2 separate regions of the Cricetulus griseus genome follow, and region 2 is linked to region 1. Evidence: chromatin contacts called from public Micro-C data. All regions are on one chromosome and are shown on one strand. Each heading gives the region's core, a stretch centred on a gene start, on an enhancer-like site or on the middle of the called end of the contact. The rest is flanking DNA. Distances are from core to core; before and after follow the strand shown. Region 1 holds the start of LOC100766031 (nidogen-1). Region 2 overlaps LOC100766031 (nidogen-1).

Region 1 (7,151 bases), core at 1,735-4,234:
CTTACAACAAATGAATATGTTACATGGTGACAGAAACATTATCTTATTATCTTAATGCAAGTGACTATATTTCCCAACCAAAATACATGGGGAGCAATGAGACTTTGCTTCACATTTTTGCAAATCAACCTGATGTCCAGCTAAATGGAAGGCAGCTGCTTCTGCATTTGACCTGTGGGGACAGACATGTGTGTATCATGCAGCCCCTAGTGAACTCTGCCCTATATTCCTGGGCAACTAAATTAATAAAAGCAATTGGGTTTGGCAGGATGGATGGTTCAGTGGGTAAGGTTCTTGTCTCACAGCTGGAAGTCTTGAGTTACCTAAATTCCATCCCTGCAGCCAACAGCCACAGAAGAAAACCCATCCCCAAGAATTGCCCTCTAACCTCCACACATGAACACATACGGCACATATGCCCATTCATCCAATAAAAAAAGAAAGATTTTAATAAAATAAACAACAGGCTGGGAGAGATGAGTCAGCAGTTAAGAACAGGTTCTAGTCCCAGCACTGAGATGGGATCCCAGTCCCAGAGGATCCATTGCCCTCTTCTGGCCTCTTCTGGCACTGCACACATGTGGTGCACAGACATACATGCAGAAAATACCCACGTACATAAAATATAAATAAAGGGAAAAAGCAAATAACATCTTAGTATTATTTAAAATAATCTTGACCTTTTGAATTCCTTGTACTTAGGGATCCTGGAGCCTACTACTCAGGAAACTACCTCTTTGGGCAACATTAATGATAGCTGTCATTTTCTAGAATGTCAAACACAGCTTCATTTTGTTTGCTTATTAAGGCAAAGTTTCTTATACCCCAGGATATTCTCAAATTCAAACTCACAAATTACAAGCCTATGCCACCACCTCCAACTTATTTATGTATTTATTTTACTCTTTCCCTTTATAAACAAGTGTCTCCAGACTTCCACTTCCTGTCCCTGACTATTGGGTCTAATGTCTGCTAGACACAGGACACTCTCCATCTGGCCTCCTTGGTGGCTTCCAGCACCAGAGTAAAATCAGGCTAAAGTCTCTTGACCCCAGCTCTGTCTGGTCTGCCTGGTCTGGTGCTTTGCTTGTTTGGGGATGTTTTAAAATCATGGTGGTGGGGGACAACCTGGATCACTCCGTTTTCTCCGTCCACCATGTGGGTCCTAGGGATGGAGATATGAACTTAGGTTGTCAGGTTTGACAAGTAAAATGCCTTTATCCACCGAATCACCTCACAGGCTATTTCCTGCCTTTTAAAGACAGATTTTAAAACCCCATACATAGTCCAGGCTAGCCTAACTCCAGAGCCTCCTTCCTTTACTCCCAAGTGTGGGATTTCAGGCAAATACCACCATGGTTTCTTGCCACTTTCTTCATGTCCCACGTGGAGTCTGGCAGATATCTACTGATAAGCCTCTGATCGAATCTCAGATCCACCCTAACCCATTGCTGGTGCTACCTCTACTCACAGTACTTCACGTGGCTTAACAGAAACAGGATGGCCGGAATGTAATGTAGTTGGTAGAGTGCTTGTCTTTCATGCGGGAGGCCCTGGATTTGATCCCTAGATCCCCAATTGAGGAGGGGGCGCTGGGGAGGCGGGAGAAGCCTCAATACTACATAAAATTTGAGTATATGTTTTAATATATTGATGTGTGTTCAACAAGATGGGTTCTTCAGTAAGGTGAAGGATTTTATTTTGTGTGTACTTGAAAGCATGCTAAACTAAGTCTGTAGGCTTCTCCAGGCTTCCCACGAGGGTCAGGGCAATCAGCCAACACCGGGTGAGAGCTCTTTGTGGGTGTGACTAAGGACTCATTCTTTCTAGGCAAAGCTGATAAGCTGCACGTGGGTGTTGCCCCACGCTATCTGCCCTGATCAGGCCGGGAGCACAGTCACTCCCCCGCAGGACAGGCCCCAGCCGCCGAGTGTATAGTACCCCCACTTGTGGAATGCACACAAGCTTTATATCAAATCCACATGGTGTGCTGGAGCAGCACGAAAGAGCTTGACCAGGCAGACAGCGCGCCAAGGCCCTATCGGCCCTGGGGAGGTTCGAGCACCTAAAAGGTCATGCGGGTCCCCCTCCTCATCTGGGGCCCTTGGGTGACAACTTCAGTTACAGGAAATTGGATCACCGGGACGCCCTGAGTTCCCAGCCCTGACCTCTGGACTCTGAAACGAGCTCAGCTAAGAAAGCAAAATCTCTGCCAAGACGTAGCCAGAACCCACGCACACAGATGCAGGGGCTGTCGCTGAACTCTGGGGCGGGGCAACACGGTTCCCCTGTCCTTTCCAGCTCGCCATCAGCAAAGTCTCTCTGCACGCGTGCAGGCTGTGACCCAATTCTAGCCATTGCGCAGCGGGGTACCGGGACCTGTCCCAGAAGGAAGGCTCGGGACAAAGGCGAGAGGCACACTGAACAGAGAAGGAAAACTCCACCCGAGGTCCCCGGTTCTAGGCAGGGCGCACGCGGAGATGGGTGAATCCGGGAAGCAGATACCACCCTAGACCTCGCGTGCTCGTGAGGTGACAGTCACATACAGGCAATGAGAATCCTCTAGGTGCACAGAACCAGCGGAGCGCCCGCTCCCGGCAGCTACCTATCGGGTCCCCGCGGGCGACGCCCAGGTCTCACATCTGTCTCTCTGGACAGGCGCCCCCAGCGTACCCTGGTATTGCTCCCCGCCCGGCTCCAACTCACATAGACCGACGTGATGTCCGAACGATCATAGAAGCTCAGCTCTCCGATCAGTTCCAGAGCGGGGGACACCACGTCGTCCCCGGCCTCCAGCTCTAGGTCCCCCTGCCCAGGGCCGAAGGGGAAGAGCTCCTGACGGCTCAGGCAGTCTCCGGGCCCCGCCAGCAATAGCTGCAGCAGCAGCACCCATGTCCACGCCGCGGGCTTCCAGCCGCTCGCGTCCAGCATGTTTCCCAACTGTAGTCCCGCAACCCCGGCTGCTCCAGCTCAGGCGGAGGAGGCGGAGATGTAACCCGACGCCCCTTGGCAGCCCCTCCTCGACTCCCGCCTCCCGGTGTCCCCACCCCGGGAAATAGGGGAGGGGAGCCGAGGGGCTATCGGGAGGGCTCGCCCGCCCGCCCCGTCCACCAATAGCTGCGAGTGGGAGGAAGAGGGGCGACCCCGAGGTCCTGGCGCAGCAGTGGGCGTTGGTTCCCTGAATTCCCGACCCAATCCGACGGTGGGCTCCCATCCAGAAAGAAGGGACTCTGCAACAGCATTCTGCAGTCAGGCTAATTCCTGGAGAGCAGACAACCCGGAAACAAATATTCTGGAACCAGGGACATAGCCCACACCAGGGGGAAGACTGGGCTGGTGCTGGAATTTAGCAAAAGGCCTAACAAAATATGTGTGCCTTTATTCATCCAATCATTCGTTGAGCATTTTTTTTTTTTTGAGTTTCTGATTTTGGGTTCCTTTAGTTATGAGATTCCGCAGGAAACAGGAACCCACACCTGCCAGACAAAGTCATAAGTATGGGACACAATTCAAGTAAGTTTTGCTGGAGCTCCAAACAATAAAAAAAAAAAAAAACATTGGGACTCGAGTAATTGTCCAGAGAAAGCTTCTCGTGATGTGCTGGGAATCAAACCAGGTCTTCTGGAAGTAAGGCAGTTTCATCAAGATGGCCTGGGAGGTAGAAGGCCAGAGCAGGCTGGGTTCCAAGGACCAGACATCTCCCTACAGAGAATTTGGGGTGATCCAAATAAAGCTGAATAACAACGAATCCGAGAATCTGAGCTCCCCTAAGACTCAGAGACCCCTGGACAGTTCTTGATAATGAGACACGGGCCTTCTAAGTGATATTTCAAATCAGCAGTTGGTCATTAATTTGACACTAGGTTAATTGAAAATACAGGGAGAGGCCTGACAACCTTCTTGGGGACTTGGGGTGCAGTGGGGTAGTTGAGAGGGGAATTAATCTAATAGACATTACAGTGGTAGGAAGAATGAGCCTAAAAGAAATGACGTTAAAGTTGAATTCCAGCTAAAAACTGAAAAACCAGTGCCCGCTGTGAGAGCAAGGAAGAGGATGCTGGAGTATGGGATGGATATCCACCCTTCCCTCAGAGGGGTCAACAGGATGCCCCTGCTTCCTCCCTGCGGCTGAAAGTAAAGGCCTGGAACCTCCATTAGTTCTCCTAGTACTTAGAAAATTATGTGTGATGTGACTGGTGCGGAATGTGAGCCTTGAACCAGCAAAATCATGAAAAGGTAAATGGAATACGGCTCTTGACTCATGGGAGGGTGTGGGGGAGGGGATCCTTTTCATTTAAACTCTTGAGTCGTCAGCAGTAACAGATACCAAGAGTTTGCTAGACACCCAGTGTTTCTGTGGACAGTATTTCCTCTTGGGTTCATAATAACAGGTCCTCCTGCTGGCGTGGTAAACACCTTGCCCAGTTGACCTCTCTCTCCAGTTCTGCTTATGCACACACATACCTCCTCCCCAGCATGAAACCCAGGGCTTCACACAGGCTAGGCATACTAGGCAAACAATCTGGCCAGGGACTTATTTTGTTTTGAGACAGGGTCTCGTTACATAGTCCAGGCTGGTCTTAGTTCATGGCAACCTACTAGCCTCAGACTCCTGAGCGCTGGAATTACATCACACCCAGCTGGCTATTAGCTTATTAGTTTATTTGCAATGTGGGAACTCAAGACTTGTCAAGGGCTTTATACACATCAAGCCCCTCCACCTGTGTTGTTTATACTGCACTTAAAGCATTAACTAACATCTACGTTAAGTTGTATTTGTGCTGCTTATATCATCCCCCTCACTAAAGAGGGATGGTGGTGTCTGTGTGGCAGATCTGTTGTGCAGCTCTCTGATCCCCTTCATAAGCCCAGCTACACTTCCTAGCTCCCTACCAACCCTATGCCACCTATGCATAGCCTGGCTGATGTCTGGGGTCCTGGACCTTAGCTTGGCCTGTTTCAGTCACAGAACTTCATACAGAGGCCCTGGGTTCAACTGCACAGAATACACATGAACCCCTACACCACTGAGAGCTACTAGAGGCCAAAAGCCCACCAGCTTTTGCCTACCCGAGACTGTTCTTTTTCTTTCAACCCCCATCCCAAGCTTGTCACATATCAGGGCTGTCCCGAAGCTGTACTCAGTGCCTGGAATGCGGTTATCCTTCTCACAGATTCTCTCCCTTTTTGGTACTCAGACAGCTGCTGAAACTCCCATTGGCTGGTGGAATTCTTCTTGGTGACTGTAGGATCAGAGCCTGCCTCCTCCTGCATCCTCCCACCCCCACTAACCAGCTGCACAAGCAGGGAAAGATCGCACAGTTTCTGTATCGCTCTATTTGATTGGGATATTCGCAGGGACAATCAAGGAATTGTTGTTATGAAGGTTAGAAAATGTCACCCCTGAAGTCAGATGGAGCTAGTCATTGAGCACATAATCCAGTTAATGCTAAGCTACCTTTATTATCTGAACATGTTGTTTTCCTGAGGCTGATTATCTCAACATCCTCTGAGAAGGTGCCAGGAGTCAGATACCAAGGCCACAAATACATAATCCTTTTTATGAGAAACTGGCAATGTCCTGGGGGAGAAAGGCAAGATAACGGCCCAGCAGATACACAGAGTGAAGGGAAATAATGCTTGTGGGATTTTTTTTTTTTTTTTTTTTTTTTTGCTTCTACTTGGTACTCTCTCTGGCATAGAGCCTAGCACTGGTACAGTCAAGGGCCACATGGTAGATTTGGGGAGTCACATTTGTAGGGGGGAAGGTAACTCATCTGGTCTCATACAGCTAGTGAAAGAGCAAGGGTTCAAACCTTGCTTTGTTTGACCCCCAAAATGGTATGCCATCTTGCCTTTCTATAGTTATCGAGGGTTCTCCAAGCTAAACAGAGCCCCCAGTCTCTGTCTACACAGTAGATGCATTTGGTCCAGTGTTTATAGCTAACAGCCATGCTCTATTTATGTATGTTTATGGTCCCTTACTTCATCACCCTGTACTGTAAACTGGCTGTCACTATTTATAGCCCTGCACTCACTTCACATTGACCAGTCCCTGGGAGATGTGATTCAGATTCTCAGTCTCCAGCCAGGACACTGTGGACTGTGGACTGTGTCCTTGTTCCTTTCGGAGTTATAGTCCCCAGATGCTTCTTATAAACTTCATCACAGAAACTTTACTTCATAAACTGCTTTGAAGTTTTCCAAATATATATAAATGCCAGGTGTGGTGGTACACACCTGTAATTCCAGAACTCAGGAGGTAGAAACAGGGGATCAGGTGTTCAGGTCATCCTCAGCTGCATGCTGTGTTCAATGCCAGCCTAGGGCAAAACAACAAAATTATTTATAATAGTGTGGTTTTTTTTCTCTAGTCTCATGTGATTTTTTTTTCTCTCTCTCTCTTTGGCCAAGGATCCATGTCCTATCTATAGGACACTGTGTGCAACAATGAAAAAATTAACTGTTTAAAACCTTAATGGGCCAGATATGGTACCATAGATCTGTAATCCCAGCACGTGGGAGATAAAGACAGGACAGGAGGCCAAGGTCATCCTTGACTACATAGAAGGGTTTGAAGTCAGCTTAGGCTGCATGAAACCCTGTCTCAACAAGCAAAACAAGGGGTTCAAGAGGTGGCTTAGTAGATTAAAGCACCTGAAAATTTGAAGACGTGGAGTTATGAGCCCCCAAACCACAAGGATGTCAGTTGGGTGTGGTAGCCTGCCTGGAATGCTAGCCTCTGAAGAGACAGAGGTTCCCCAGAGGATAAGCTATGTAGTAAGACTAGCCAGATCAGTGAACTCTGGATTTGATTGAGAGACCCTGCCTTAATAAGGTAGAAGAATAATTGAGGATGATTCCTTGTATTAAACTCAGGCCTCCACATTTGTGTGATGCAAGAGCACATGCACCCACACATGTGTGCCCATAGACATATTTTTCTACACATTTAAAACATTCATACACACACACATGAAAATGGAAACAAGAAAAAATATAAAATTTTAATAAGGCTGTTTTATTTATTTTTGAGGCAAGATATTGTTATATAGCTCTGGCTAACTGCCTGGTACTCAGCATAGCCCAGGACAGCCTCAAACCTCTAGCAATTGTCCTGCCTCAGCTTTCCAAGTACTGGGGTTACAGGT
Region 2 (7,151 bases), core at 2,334-4,833, 72 kb before region 1:
AACTGTGGACCTGACACAAACCAACAGTAATTCCCTGAATAATAAACCTATGCAGGAGGCCACAGTGGAGCAATGTGGTTTGACTACAGCAGGATGTAGATACCAGCAAGGTAGTGATTGAGATGTCTGCCATATGTGAGGTAGCTGAGTGGCCATAGCACAAGGGATTGTTGTCTCCAAGGGAAAAGTATCAAAATATCTAGGAGCTGGGGTCTGGGGTGAAACACTGAGAGCTTGCCATCGGGTGAAAAGAGAGAAAGCCGCAATGGGCTAAAGAGCCCCTCAAGAAGGGGACTCCAGGATACTCAAGTCACATCTACACCAACAAGCAGTGCCAGAGGCATGGTTAGGCCAACCCAACATTTTCACAGCGTTCATGCAATTGGAGCATCAGTTCACATTCACTATATAGAAATTACTTGATTTCTGAGCTGTCACCATACAAAGTCTCTTGACAAAAATGTGAAACTGGGACATAGCATGAAGTCCACCTTGTGGTAATTATGCCTGTATATCATCAGCTTGTAGACTCGGCTTCATCTTGCATGGATGAAACATCTCAGGAGAGCAATGCTGTCATTAGAACCTCCTCTGAGACCATCCAAAACAAGCCAGAGACCAAAAGAGAGACTTACACATTTTAGTAGGCACACATACCCTCCTACGGAGTCTGTCACAATGCCTCTGGGGTTCACCAAACCCGTGTCAAACAGCACTCTTCGCTGTGTGCCATCCATTCTTGCAACTTCTATCCGATCTAGCTGAGAGTCTGTCCAGAAGATGTTGCGGCCGAGATGGTCAAGGGCAATGCCTTCAGGGCTTCCAAGATCTAGACGGAAACACTGAGTCATACCCTAGCCTACGAGTTCTCTGGTTATTCAATTGTCTTAGACATGGTGGTAAAACCTTGAGAAACCAAATGGGAATATGAAATTCTTACTGTTTATAAGATGAGCAATTTCCCAAGTAACAAATTCAAAAATGCTACCCATCCATCCTCACCCATCCAGTGGGTACCACACTGGGAACCTGGAAGGTCACTGTGACAAAGATGCAGCCCTGTCTATTAAGAAGCCCACAGCCAACCACCATTCAAGCTGGGGTCTAGTTTCTATGGGCAGCTATAGATACAGGATCAGCCTGAGTTCACCAGGGAAGGGTTCTGGAGAAGTGGACACCTGTAGAAGCTGGTTCCTGAAAGACCAATGGGAGTTTATCAGATCTTGAATAAGTACTTTCAGATATAAAGAAGACTACAAATGGCTAGAAGTGAGCTGCAAGTAATTTTATACGGCTAGAGCCCATGAGAGTGAGGGAGAAGCCCTCAGTGAAAAGAGGATAGAGCCGGGCATTGGTGGCGCATGCCTTTAATCCCAGAACTCGGGAGGCAGAGGCAGGTGGATCTCTGTGAGTTCGAGGCTAGCCTGGTCTCCAGAGTGAGTGCCAGGATAGGTTCCAAAGCTACACAGAGAAACCCTGTCTCGAAAAACCAAAGAAAGAAAGAAAGAAAGAAAGAAAGAAAGAAAGAAAGAAAGAAAGAAAGAAAGAAAGAAAGAAAGAAAGGAGGATGGAATTCAGAGTGTATCTCACAGATGAACAGGACACATGGAATCCTAAGTGAAGATGGAATGGTAGATTTTCTTCCTTGGTAATTACAGGGCAGGAGGCATTTCAGGAAAAAATATTGCTGATCACACTGTTAGTACTTGAATACGAGTGTAAAGGGTAAAAAGAAGGTGTTTGGTGATTATAAATTACACTCCCCCACAATCTTCACTGAACAAAAAAACAACAGCAATCAAGACATGGGTTGGCACTGTGAAACAAATACTCCATGTAAGTCACTGTAAGTTAAAAATAGGAAATGACATTGTAGGATTCACTGGCATCCTTGAGATTCTTCCCTGTTCTAGGCAGAGAAGGACTGAAGGTTGTTTAGCTTGGTTGGGGTGTGAGCAGGAAGGCAACCCACCAGGCTGCACTGCGCCAGGCATGTGGCATTTGAGAATATCATCCCTGCACACTCTCACCCATATACAAGCAAGTCAACCTCTCACCTCAGCCTTTCCTAGAATACAGCATGCTTCGGGAACAGCAAAGTTCCTGCGGGGCTCAGGAGCTGGCGCAGTCCGTTAAGTGTTTGCTGTGCAAGCATGAAAACCTAAGCTCAATTCCTAGCACCCATATTAAAGCCAGGAGTGCTGGAAACCACCTGTAATCCCAGCACTAGATAGGCAAAAACCAAAAAAATCACTGGGGTTTGCTGGCCTCCTGGCTAGCCCGATTGATGAGCTCTAGGTTCAGTAAGAGACCCCATCTCAACAACAAATAGGTGAAGAGTGATTATGGGAATCACCTGATATTGGCATATGCACCCACCACCCACACATACACACACAAGCCTCTGACAGGAGTCCAACCAGAGGACAGTGATTCAGAATCACAAATGATTCACATATGGTTTATCATTCATACCCAAAGAAGAGCTGTATAAAGGCTAAGGTCTTTCCCACACTGTAAGAGGCCCAGAAACAATGAAACTGTCTCCCAGGGGCTCCCTGTGGCTTTCAAACAAAAAACACACACATACAAACAAACGCACAGGCACATGCACACACATACCCCAGCAGCCAATCAATTTGGGGAAAACTTGGAATGAGCACATCCCGTGGGATCACCCTGCACAGCTTTCAATACTGAAGGGAGAGGAGCTACCCAGAGTGTCTTTACAGGCCATCCAAAAGAAGCCTATTGGGAACTTATGTCACACTGTCACCTTCTACACAGCCCAGGTCCTGATCTCAAGAGCCACTGAGCCATTTCTCCTTCCAACAAAGAAAATATGGCTCTGTGGGCAACGCTTTGTTGAGGAATGGGCTGGACAAAAACCCCTAACTGTGTTGAGGAAAAGGAGCTGGCAAGGGGTTTTCCCTTACTGCTGTGTGAAAAGGAAATCAGTCAAGATCACATTTTTGGTTAATTCTGTGTGCTTTCACAGTCAGTCAATTTTAGTCTTTCTTACAGTTCTCACTGAGCTTAAAGGTCCCTGGGCTGATTTCAGGCGCCAAAAGCAACAGGAAATAGCAGACAGTGACCTATTCCCCTCTTCCACTGGGTTTTGAAATCAAATCACAGATAACAGCAACATTTTCAACAAAGAGGCAAAAAGGCATTTTTAAAGTTCCTTCATTACGCCAGAGCATGAAAGCTAACCAATATCATCTAAACAGCCTGTCAGCTTCCAGAAAAGGATTCCAAGAGCCAAGTGCAAAGCCAACGCTGTTTCACTCAGCCTCAGCTTGATTCCTGCTGTGTTATCTCTAAGTAAGGAAATAGGAAGAAGGGAACTGGCCACGGGGTGGATCCTTACAGAATACTAATGTAAGAGGCATGCTGAGTTAGAAGTTGAAAGGCTGCATCTGGCTCCCAAACTGAAGGAAATACAAAACAAGGCTTATTTTTGGAAGGTGTATCTTCCACCTGAGTATTTTGCAGAGGAAGTAGAGACTTCATACAGCTAATGGCAGCATGACAATGCCTTCTGAGAAAAAATATTCCCCAAGCCAATGAGTCATGATTGAATCAGTTCAAGTTCCTTGACCATTTCGGTACAGGGACCTTTTACAAATCCTGGAGTTTTGGGTAGACTCATTAAACATACTCATGTGAAATAGATTTAAACGAACTGAGGAATGAACCCAGGACCTCACACGCGCTAGGCAAATGCTCTAGCACTGAGCTATATTCCCCAGCCCTCAGGTAACTTTTCATTTTGAGACAGGGTCTTACAAGTTTACCCAGGCTGACCTGGAGCTCATTCTGTAACCCAGGAAGACCTTGAACTTGTGACCCTCTCAAATAGCTAGGAAGACACGCCTATAGCAGTGTGCCTTGCTACTCTATTTATTGAATGAAGGTATTAAAATGATGTATATTTCCTTGTTCAAGAAGGCATCTACATGAGGTTAAATGTTAAAGTTGGTCTGTGTCAACAAGAACACACACTTTATCAAAAGTTAACCAAAACAGAATTCTCTGTGAGAAGTGATCCCAGCTAGTTGGACTCCAGGTTAGAACTAGGGACAGGAAAGATGTGTTGAGTTAGGGAAGATCTCAAGATGCCTTCCATTGAAATAATAGCTCTTTAACTCCAATACAGCGTTGGGAATAGACTCTACTTTCAGAGATGGCTGTGCTGATATACAGTTATGATCCAGTACCAGGGAGAAGAGGCAAGAGAAGCAGGACTTCCAGGCTAGCCAAGGCTGCCGAACAATGGGTTAAGATAAATAAATAGTAGCCAAAATAGTTCAGTTGGGAGAATGTTAGGCTGAAGATGTAAATAAATAAATAAACAAGCCAGTGGTGGTGCAGGCATATAAACCTACACTTGGGAGGTAGCGGCAGGAAGATCATGAGTTCAAGGTCATCCTTAGGTACTTAATGAGTTTGAGGGTAGCCTAGGTTACATGAGATGCTGCCTCAAAAATCAAATAAATAGTTTTCAACTTCTGGGTAAGTGTCTATCAGTATGCTTGTAGGTTTTTTGACTATTCTGTCCATCCACTGCCTTTGATAAAGCCCTCATGGAGCACACGGTAGAGCAGACTCTGTGAGAAGCAATTGTAGGTTCAGAAGCTACAGAAGAAATGGAATGCAAAGAGATGGACCATGTCAGCTTCCAGAGAAAGGTATGGGCACCTGCCTTGTTTCAGTTTTATTATCCTGAGACAAGCAGCTAACCTCAGCCAGAATGTCCCAGATTTAATGACTCAAGTGACCTGTGGAAAATTTCAGGGGAGTTGAAAAGGGTAGAGTGTGAAGACAGAGGACCTGGCCCCTTGCAAGGCAAACAGTTTACTCTCTATCCTTCACCTCCTGCCAAGAGCAGTGTGTGCTAGAAGCAGCACCTCAAGGGACAATATTTGCTTGCTCACCTTGTCGAATGATGGTGGTTGGCTCTCCACCATGTAGGCTGGCTCTCCCAATGGAAGGCTCACTGATGTCTGTCCAGTAAACCACCTTGTCCACACAGTCAAAGGCCAGTCCAATGATGACTTTTGCCTGGAAGTGATACCCAGTGATTGAGAACAGTTTACCCACCAGCTAGTCTTGCCTTGGATCTTCCTATGTACCTATACACCCTCAGATAGTATTTATAGAAAGCAAATATGTTTTGTTCATTCATGTTTTTTATTGTTGAATTGTAGAAACTACATAGTTTAGAAAAAAATCTTTTCTGAATACATATGTGTTTATACGTGTGTGTGTGTGTGTGTGTGTGTGTGTGTGCTTATGTGTCTGTATTTGTACTACAAATGTTCAAGTGTCCTTGGATGCCTGAAGAGAGCATTGGATCCCCTAGAGCTGGAGTTGCAGGTGTTTGTGAACTGACTAACTTGGGTGTTGGGAACCAAATGGGTCCTCTACAAAAGCAGCAAGTGCCCTTAACCTCTGAGCTATCTTTCCAGCCCCAAGAATGAACATTTCAAATATACAAGATCCTACAATGAGTACTACAAAGCATTAAAGAGTAAAATTAAAGATGACCTGGGGAACTAGAAAGAGGTAAATCAGGTTAATGGATTCTGCAATTTTTATATTGCTAAGACATCAGTTCTCCTTAGTGACAGTTTCAGTGATTCAGTGTCTCCTTTGTTAAAGTTATCAAGTTGTTTGGTTTTGCTTTTGTATGATTGTTGATGTAATACTGACTGGCCTGGAACTCCCTATGTAGACCAGGCTAACTTGGAACTCACAGAGATCTGTCTCCTGAGTACAGGGATTAAAAGGCATGAGCCACCATGCATGGTAGGCTGTTTTGTTTTTGTTTTATTTTCTATAGAACAAGAAATTTATTTTAAAACATTATGGGAGCATGCAATGTGCTTGCTCATATCTGTAATCTCAGAACCTAGAAGGTAGAGGCCAAGGAGTTCAAAGCTAGCTTTGACTACAATAATATGTTCACATTTCTATTTTTGAAAATAAGGCTGTTTCAAAAATAAACAAATAAAAGTCTAAAATAGTCCAAAGAGTCTAAGGCAGGACCTTAAATATCTCTGACTTTGAGGTCCACTATAATCAAGACAGAGTAGCACTGGTTGTCATAGGTTTGCTGGAGAGATTGACACAGAAGAACAGAGCACCCAGAAACAGCCTCTCAATGATGCTTTAAGTGGTGTTTCTGACAAGGGTACCCACGTGCCAAGCAAGAAATATGGTTTTGTTAACAAACAGTGCTCTATCATCTTAATAAACACACACACACACACACACCCCTCAGGTTGACCTCATACAATAGATAAAAATTAAAGGCTGAGTTTATAGTACTCCTTTCTGAAATCATGAGAGAACATCTTCATAGCATTCTGAATAAACCAATTGCTAGGCCAAGCTTGCAGAATGGATGATTCAAGAGCACAGAAATATACTTTTCAGTTTGTTACAATAGCTTATAACTAGGAATACGTTATGAATTTAGAATTCTCCCAAATGTAGATTGTCTGTTTAAATCTGCATTATATTTGCAAATGGATATTGTATTATGTTAAATTACAAAATGTAACTACTATTGGTATCATATTACACATAGCTATTAGCTATCTTGGTATTATAGTGTAGTGTGTTATACTACATTGACATCATGCAATATATACTATAGTATATTTAACTATTAAATATCTTGATATTATAGTGTCTTGTATTATACTATATTGGTATTATGCTATATTATATTTTATATTACATAGCTATTAACCATATTAGCATTACATTATATTATATTGTATTACATTAGTTATCTTGTTATTACATTACACTACTATATTACATATAGCCATTAACTATGTAGCCACGTCCCTAGAGCTGGGACTGTCATCAAGGCTAGTCAGCCGATACTCACAGGGATATGGAGAAAGGCCTTGGCTTCTGTCTTCTTCATGGTGTTTCCCTCCAGAGGGAGGCGTTCAATCTTCCCAGTCTGGGCAAAGAGTAAGTGAGTCCCTGGGGGTAGGGGGATGACGGCTGTAGGTACTACAGGTCTCTGATGAATAGGGGGAGCCACTGTACTCAGACCTAGAGGGCAAGAGATGGTCAATGAATAAGTGTGCATGCCAGAAATGTACAGGTGCATTCTAATGCTCAAATAT

What was found. Hi-C and Micro-C count contacts between places; a contact is called where the count stands out from the background.
Region 2: a contact with region 1 is called in a Micro-C map of the CHO-K1 cell line, with 2.1 times the contacts expected there. The contact joins the enhancer-like site here to the promoter of LOC100766031 in region 1. A contact is called at or near these places in 2 of 8 Hi-C or Micro-C datasets (both in the CHO-K1 cell line).

Annotation. Positions count from the first base shown.
Region 1 is chr3:236,686,823-236,693,973 of CriGri-PICRH-1.0, reverse strand. It overlaps LOC100766031 (nidogen-1), which reads right to left and starts at 2,984. Exons shown (of 20, transcript XM_027409438.2): 1 at 2,707-2,984. The coding sequence starts at 2,931.
Region 2 is chr3:236,759,068-236,766,218 of CriGri-PICRH-1.0, reverse strand. It overlaps LOC100766031 (nidogen-1), which reads right to left. Exons shown (of 20, transcript XM_027409438.2): 14 at 6,905-7,077; 15 at 4,938-5,064; 16 at 658-829. Among named protein-coding and RNA genes, the nearest start is that of Lyst, 80 kb to the left of the region's middle. Within about 2 kb of position 3,583, at least 1 of the 6 cell types and tissues checked has open chromatin away from gene starts, as enhancers often do. A contact at or near this core is called in the CHO-K1 cell line, where this site is marked.